Linked DNA regions of Arachis hypogaea: region 1 is linked to region 2. A link is a contact called in public Hi-C data. All regions are on one chromosome and are shown on one strand. The core of a region is the stretch at or near the end of the contact, and the rest is flanking DNA. Distances in the headings are between cores, read along the strand shown. Region 1 overlaps LOC112737714 (transcription activator GLK1). Region 2 holds the start of LOC140177889.

The links. A called contact is a pair of places that touch in the nucleus more often than the background predicts.
Region 1: a Hi-C map of leaf shows a contact between it and region 2, with 2.8 times the contacts expected there. The contact joins the enhancer-like site here to the promoter of LOC140177889 in region 2. A contact is called at or near these places in 2 of 8 Hi-C or Micro-C datasets (leaf and an unstated tissue).

What each region holds. Positions count from the first base shown.
Region 1 is chr13:23,387,724-23,391,756 of arahy.Tifrunner.gnm2.J5K5, reverse strand. It overlaps LOC112737714 (transcription activator GLK1), which reads left to right. Exons shown (of 6, transcript XM_025787757.3): 3 at 1,207-1,506; 4 at 2,169-2,225; 5 at 2,711-2,848; 6 at 3,942-4,033. Among protein-coding and RNA genes, the nearest start is that of LOC140177890, 3.0 kb to the right of the region's middle. Within about 2 kb of position 1,351, at least 1 of the 3 cell types and tissues checked has open chromatin away from gene starts, as enhancers often do.
Region 2 is chr13:23,332,006-23,336,150 of arahy.Tifrunner.gnm2.J5K5, reverse strand. It overlaps LOC140177889, which reads left to right and starts at 2,775. Exons shown (of 3, transcript XM_072211471.1): 1 at 2,775-2,953; 2 at 3,098-3,298; 3 at 3,399-3,662. The coding sequence starts at 2,861. The coding sequence ends at 3,437.

The sequences.
Region 1 (4,033 bases), core at 102-2,601, 57 kb before region 2:
CAAGTTGCCTAATATATTTTTTTTATGTAAATGTATTTATTCTATGAAAATTAAATTATTTTTTGTAAATGTATAAAATAATTTATATAAACTAAAAAATAAAAAATATAAGATATATATATATATATAATTAACAAAAAAAGAAAAAAATTATATTTCACTCTTCATTTTAATCTTTATTCATATTAGTATATATATTATATCAAAGTTAGAATCTAGATGTTCTTTATGAAAATTCTTATGAAAATTTATATTTGAAAAGCTCATTTAATAAATTTAATTAAATTATTAAAATTGTAAATCTATACTATTATCAGCTATCAATTATCATTTTTGAAAAAAATACTCCGTTTGATTTTTAAAGTTATACTCGAACTTCAAATTAATCCTTGAAATTTATTTTAATTACTTTAATTTAGTTCCTAAACTTTTTAATTGACCTTGTGGCGAAAATTATTGTAAAAACTAATGTGATTAAAATTTGAAAAGTGTAGGGACTAAATTAAAACCATCCAAATTTTAAAGACTAAATCAAAATGTAATTTAAAGGATCAAATTGCACCGTACGTTTTTTTTTTTTGGTCAATGTACTCGTATTAAGTATACACTAGGTACATGTTTCTCTTACAAATGAGTTTAAAAGAATATTATGTCAAGTAAATTTTATTATTTTTTAATCTTTCATTCTAAATTATTTAAATGTACAGTTTAAAATATTAAATTAATTATTTATACTGTTTAAATATTTATTTTTAATTTAATATTAACTATTTAAATTATTTTAATATTAAATTTGATATAAAAGATATTTTATTAAATGAAAATCACTATTTACCTTTACAACTTAGTTTCAAATTTTTTTCATTGTGAAGCATGGCCACCCCATTGTCTATGCTAACTGCTAACTTCCACCAAAATATATATATTGGTAGGAAGTTACGTATAATTGTTTTTATTTAAACTTAATAATTAAAAATTGATACATTACAATTTAATTAAATCTATTGAATTAACTAACCGTTTTCGATTATAAACTAAGTAAAAACATCTATACATGAGTATTTGCCGTGTGTGTATATATATATATTATATACACACGTGCGAGCGCGCTGGTTGCTTCAATTTATGGATTATGTAACTTAATAATTTAAAAAAAAAAAGTGTAGGATTTTGTGATAAAGAACAATATGATTTGTTTTAATGCAGAAATATAGATCCCATAGGAAACATTTACTAGCGCGTGAAGCTGAAGCAGCAAATTGGAATCAAAGGAGACAAATGTATGGAGGGAAGAGAGATGTGAGTAGTCCATGGCTAGCACCTACCATGGGTTTCCCTCCAATCACTTCAGTGCACCATTTCAGACCATTACATGTATGGGGACATCCCTCCATGGACCAATCTTTCATACACACGTGGCCTAAAAATCCCACTCATTCACTCTCGCAGTCGCAGCCGTGGGTGCAACCTGTTGCTCTCCCGTTCTGGCATCCTCACCACCAACTAGTTAACGCTCTAAACTAACTCCTTTAAGCTTCCAACTCATAATTTGTTGATTGTTTTCATGGTTTAAATTGTGCTTGCATGTTGCGTAACAAGAATTATGTATATATAGTTGTGCTTTGATGTGAAAAGTTATGAAAACAATTTAGTAGAAAGCATATGCATGTGATTATTGAAATTATTGCAATGCACATGTGGAATGCATCTTCATTGTAGATGCAAACCAGAATTCAAAACCATGCATGATATTAGGTAGCTATTTTTGAAGATATTTTTACCTGAAAATTATATTATTAGAATGTTAACACGTATTGTTAAATAAATTAGTTAAATATATTAATTATTTAAAATTTTTCATTATTATTTTTATACAAAAATATTTTTATGTGAGTGATGATCAAATATTAATTTAATACGTTGTTTGATTAATTTAATAACCTTGTAGCTAGCTAGTACTTCTAAAGCTTAAACTTTCTTTAATAATTTAGTTCCAGTAAAAAATTATATAATAATTTGGAAATGTGTAGTTCTCGATCATTAATAATGTTTTGTTTGTTTTATACTAAAGTTAGAATGAAAATTTGAATCTCAAGAATAACTCATCATGTTGCTTTCTTAGTTTCTTTTTCTGAAAAAAAGTATATTCTTTTTTTTTTTTCATGCAGGCTCAAAACATGCTAACCCCAGGATCACCGTGTTTTCCACAGCCTCTGACAACAAGGGTAACTGTTCGTTTACCTTACTATTTTGGAACCACCCATGTTGTCTTCTCTCTTTGTCCTTTAGATTATTATTATTCCCCCTTACCAAAACAATAACATATATTTATATATATCGTATACAATTCTTGCCATAAAACTTATTACACTTCGGTATTGTCTCGTGACACAAGAGACATGTTTAATTTGAAATTAGCAAACAAAAAAATTGTAAATCTATAACATTTTAAAACTGTACATTATTTGAAATCTTGATCCATTGTTATCTATATTTTGAAAGCTTTTCAAATTTATTCTTATCATAAGAAATGGTCTTATTAATATTTTATTTTTATATTATTGAAATTTAACATTTAGAATTTAATTTTAGTATTTAAAATTAGTCAAATATTAATAAAAAATAATAAATTTTGATAATCTTTAAATATTTCTATTATTTTGTTAGTCTAACTAACTAACTAAAGAAGAAACAAAAAAAAAAAATGCAGAAATATGGATCAGGAGGTGTGGCAGGCACTATTATTCCAGTAACATCACCACATCCACATGTTATGTACAAAGCAGCAGATCCTCCCATTAACGGCCTCTCCAGCGCCAACCCAAACCCCATCATTGACTTCCATCCGGTAAACTTCATTTCATTACTCTGCCTTTTCTTCCTTCCAACACACGCAAACATTTTTCACACATGTCTAATAATGCAATAAAATTACACCAAATGCTACATATCTAAGTTTCCAATTAAATTAAACAATAAAACTTGAATAAATAGATAATTGAGAATAATAAAAATAATGTCTATTGATGTTAGATTAATTTAGTTAGACTTAATTGATAAAAAGATTTATACGAATAGTATTGAGTAAGAGATTCTAGCGCTTTTAACTAATATTACAGTACTTTTAATTTATTAGTCTAATAACATATTTTTAACCCTTATTTTTAAATATTACTAATTAATTACTGGACAAAAACAATAAATTTTACTTGTCTTCTAATATCATCCTATACTAAAATGTGTTTTGCAAATGGCATTGTGAAATAGTATTTCTATACTTCATTGTGAAATAGTATTAACGATAAAATTGACATGAAAATTTATGTGTTCAAATTAGTCAAACTTAATTATTACTCTATTCAGATATATATTAACCAAAATGTCACTCTCAATTGTCAAAATATATTAATTTATGAAGTAATATTTTTCTACTTCATGTGAGGATCCATAAATTGCTTTGTTTTACATCATTGCTTTAACAAATAACTAAACACGACAAACTATTAACAACATGAAAATATATATGGATTTAATTGCTTTATTTGCATTGTTATTATTAAAAGAGCACATCAATCATATATTATGTTATTAAAAGTAAATTAAAACATTTTATTAGGAAACCAATCTTATTTTAACCAACAATCACCAAAAACAGTAGGGAATATACAAATGTTAAAAGGAAAAAGATAAATATAAAAAACAAGATAGGCATTGACTGATTTTGTTAAAAAAAAAAGTTGGTTTCCAATTTTTATCAAAATAAAATTACTTTTCAGGCCTATTGAAATATTAAAAGGGAGACCAATTAAATTCATATATGGAAGAACAATGTACCTGATTTTATGAATAGTGGTGGATACTAGGAAATTACCTTAAATTCTTTTCTTTTTTTTTTGCATGTTTAATTTATAATTCATTTTTTTATTTTTATATATGGGCAGTCAAAGGAGAGCATAGATGCAGCTATTGGAGATGTTCTATCAAAGCCATGGCAGCCACTACCTCTTGGACTTAAAGCTCCAGCACTTGACAG
Region 2 (4,145 bases), core at 1,526-4,025:
CCAATAACGAAGAAGAAGTAAACATAAGTGAAAATAGCAAATCGGGTCAAAGACAGTAGGATCTTAAATTTAGATTATCGTTGTAAATTAAGAAAATGAATAAAAGACAACATATTCATCAAGCACAGTTAAAGACTTAAAGGGAAGGAAACGTGGGAACACTGGTCGTGATACTCGGATGGTGCAATAGCTGAATGTGGATATCCTCGTCCTTGAAGGATATAGGATACTGGGGGTTTTTTTCAGCTGGCCAGTACCAGAGGGCATCTCATATACGATTGGAGTCTAGCACGATTGGTATGTTCTGGTACCTCTATCTATAGGAAGTTGTAGGGTAGAATTTAGCGGCTAGTGATTATTATTCCATTCTTAGTGGTTTCTCGCTGATGTTTATAAATCCCTTATTCGTCTTAAAGTGGGTTTTGAATTGTGGTCTGTATGTTCTGAGTTATGGATTTTGATGAATATTAAATATCTAGAAATGTTAGTCCGGTTCTCGCCGGCAGTGGGTATGTTAGTATGTGCTTGTGCAGATATAGATTAGGTCAGTGTTAAAATTGTGTGGGTTTTAACTTAGGAAATGTAGTTTCATTGAATATAGTGCTACGCCCAGTGGATGGAAACTGAAGTGTGTTAGGTTACATATTCAGCTATGCAAGAGTTTAACGATACCTATGAATAATATACATAAGAGAATATCTATACGACTTGCTTTTGGTGTGTTATGATTGGTTGTGTCACGAGTTATGCAGGTGACTTTGTAGATAGAAACAGTCAACTTGAAAGATGTGTTGTACACACGGAGTGACGACGGTGTTGATTACGGAGATGTTGCTTCTCTGACCAATGACGACATATTAAGAAAGATATTTCCAACGAAAGAATATGCATATGATTTTTATCAAAAGTTGGGTAGATTTCATGGTTTTAGAAGTCGGAAGGGGGATATGTTTAAGGATGGAGGAGGGAACCTAATTAGGCAAAGATTTTTTTTGCAATAGAGAAGGGCTCAGACATAGGAAACATTACAATCGAGTGGATAGGAGGAGGCCTCAGAAGCTGGAGACAAGGACAAACTGTGAGGCGAGGATGTGCATATACCTTGACCGGAGCAATAACATCTGGAGGGTGAAGAAGGTTATCACGAAGCACAACCATGCGCTGACAAATCATGGCACGGTCCACCTAATTTCATATTTTTGGTCCACGACAGAAGCAGCAAAAGCCCAAATAAATGGGATGCAAGGGTGTGAAATTTTAACGTCGAAGACGATACAGTACCTGGCTGGCATGGCCGGAGGGTTTTCTCTAGTTGGTTTCCTGAAGAAGAATGCTTATAACTACGTTGACAGTAAGAGGCATGCTAGAATAGTCGACGGGGATGCGAACTCGGCTATAGTGTACATGGAGGAAAAAGTTGATGCCGATCCAATGTCTATGGCTCGCTATAATTTTACTGTGGATGACATGCTTGCTAATTTATTCTGGGCAGACGGTGCAAGTAGGCTTGACTATTAGTACTTTGGCGATGTCCTTGCATTCGACTCAATATATAAGAAGAATAAATATAACAGGCTGCAACAATCACAAGCAAACTTGTATATTTGGCTTTGGGTTGGTGTTAGATGAGAGCATCACATCATATACATGGCTGCTGGAAAATTTTTTGGAGGTCATGTGCAATAAGGTGCCATCGGTTGTTGTTACTAATGGAGATGATTCAATCCGAGAGGCTGTTCGAAAAGTTTTTACAAAAGCAACCATCGATTTTGTGCATGGCACATTGAGAAGAATGTTACATCTAACGTCAAGGATGTGGCTTTACGCCATCTATTCAACAGGTGACTGTATGCAGACATGGTGGTCGATGACTTTGAGACCGTGTGGGCCGAAGCAGCGGCTGAGTATGGATTGAATGGTACCTTGTAGGGGAACCAGGTGTATGGGAATAGGGATATGTGAGCCAACACATACTTGGGTGATAAGTTTTGTGCTGGGTTCCGGACAACATTGCGGTGTGAGGACATTAACAGCGTTGTGAAGAAGTTTCTTCAATCTAAACACACAATGCTTGAACTTGTCCAAAACCTTGAGCTTCTTCTTCGGGAGTTTAGAAATAACGAGCTACTATCTCAGTTCAGGTCCATCTATGGTGACCCGGTCTCGATGACAACGTTGGACTCCCTCGAAGGGTTTGCTGCTAGAGTATATACCCAAACTATTTTCAACGATGTGAAGAAGGAAATCGAAGCCGTTGCATCTGTTAACTTTATTGGGGGGGGGGGTTCGGCGGTTACTTACCACCAAAGTGTACACAGTAGAAGAATACGGGCACCCAGGCCGGCATATTGTGATCTTATGTGACAAGAATATGGGAAGGTTGCAGTGTGACTGTTACTTCTAGGACATGCGCAGGTACCCATATAAGCATATGTTCTTTGTCATGAAGCATGAGCATGTGATGGAGGTCCCGAAGTGGTTGGTGTTGAAGCGATGGACGAAAGATGCAAAACATGATGGGGAGTATGTGGAGAAAAAATATGACGATGGTGATCGAGAATTTTTGGTTTGCCACGGGGCACTGCATTCCGCGTCTCATTGGTTATTCTTTCTTGGGGCACAACAATTCGATCTATTTACGGAGGCGATGAAGGAGATACAGGAGCTACGTGCCAAACTGGAATATATGTTTTCCAAAAAGGCAAGTGGCAAGGTTGATGTAACAGCTACAAAACTGCGTGATCCTAATGTTGTGCGAACTAAGGGTGCACCTAGGGTGCCAAGACAAAAAGCGTTATGGAGGAAGTGTGTGGCATGTAAGGTGCCGGGTCATACCAAATGAACATGTCTTATCCGCAACATGAGAAATAAGGCAAAAAGGGCCCGAACCATGGGGATGGATGCTGGCGATGCTCACATTGGTGCCACAAGTACCGATGGGCTGACCACAAAGGTTAAACTAAGATTAATGAGATTTGTGTTTGTTATGGTTACTACTTACACAATGCTTATTGTATGTGTGGAAGGTTTAGGGTAGTTAATAGATTTCTAGAGATCGATGGGTTGTTCTGAAAAGGAATGTTGTTATTTAATGCAGATTACTGAATTTGATGTTACTAGGTCAAACGATGAGAAGGGACATCCAAGTCCTATAAGTCATCTTCATGAGGTGCACGATTTCAACTTAGGGACAATGAATATGTCTAGATTGGACAACGTTGCTCCCGGTTCAGACGGTAATGCTTTAAGGGAGGGCACTTTCGGCGGACTTGAAATAGAGGAGGCCAAGACAAGCAAGGTATGCCTTATTTGTTCTATTTCTGACACCGCAAATGATAGTTGTGTAAAACTTTGTGGTTCTTTTCTGATTTTTCTTCCTTTTGTGATACATGCCACAGCTGATGGAGATGGTGGTCTCTCTCGCAAAAGCATTATGAATGGAGAAATTAATGTGCGTTGCTCTTAATGTGTACCCTGCCCTTTCTATGAGGTATTATTGGTTCGATTGTTAAATAAACAATTACTTTCTCTAGAATGTTTGACTTATTTCTTCGCTGCGTCTACTCAGTGAATATTAATTGTAGTTATTGAGTGACTTGCACCTCAACATAAGTGTCGTGCCTAATTATCTAAGTATTGTCTCTGATTATTTCACAGGTCGAGATAGATTTGGTACCAATATGATATGCCCATAATTATTTTATTTTATTTTGTTTGATTTTATCTGCCCTAAGTTAAACTGCAATATAAAAGCAACATTCAGCCCAGCCCAACACATTGATGTCATATGGAGTGAGCCCGAGCTCGCGTTATAAACTGGGTCCATCTGCATGTTGAATAGGGAAAAGAAGTGGGCTTACATGACATGAGTCATATTTAACATAGTTATGGTTAACCAATGAAATAGGGTTCATCTATGCTGGAGCTCTAGAGGTGGGGCTTTGGCATAACAAAAAATTGGGTATCCTAAGTAGGTAGTCAACTTTTTTCCTTTGTGAAAGAGAAGAACAAAAAAAATGATAAACGCATCCCGGCTGCATCCATGGAGGGTGAAGAATTGATGAAGATGAAGTCCCCAACAACGAATTTAGTTAGCTTGCAGGGAGATGGATATCGACGCTGTCGTGTTGCTGCGGCTGAGTTCA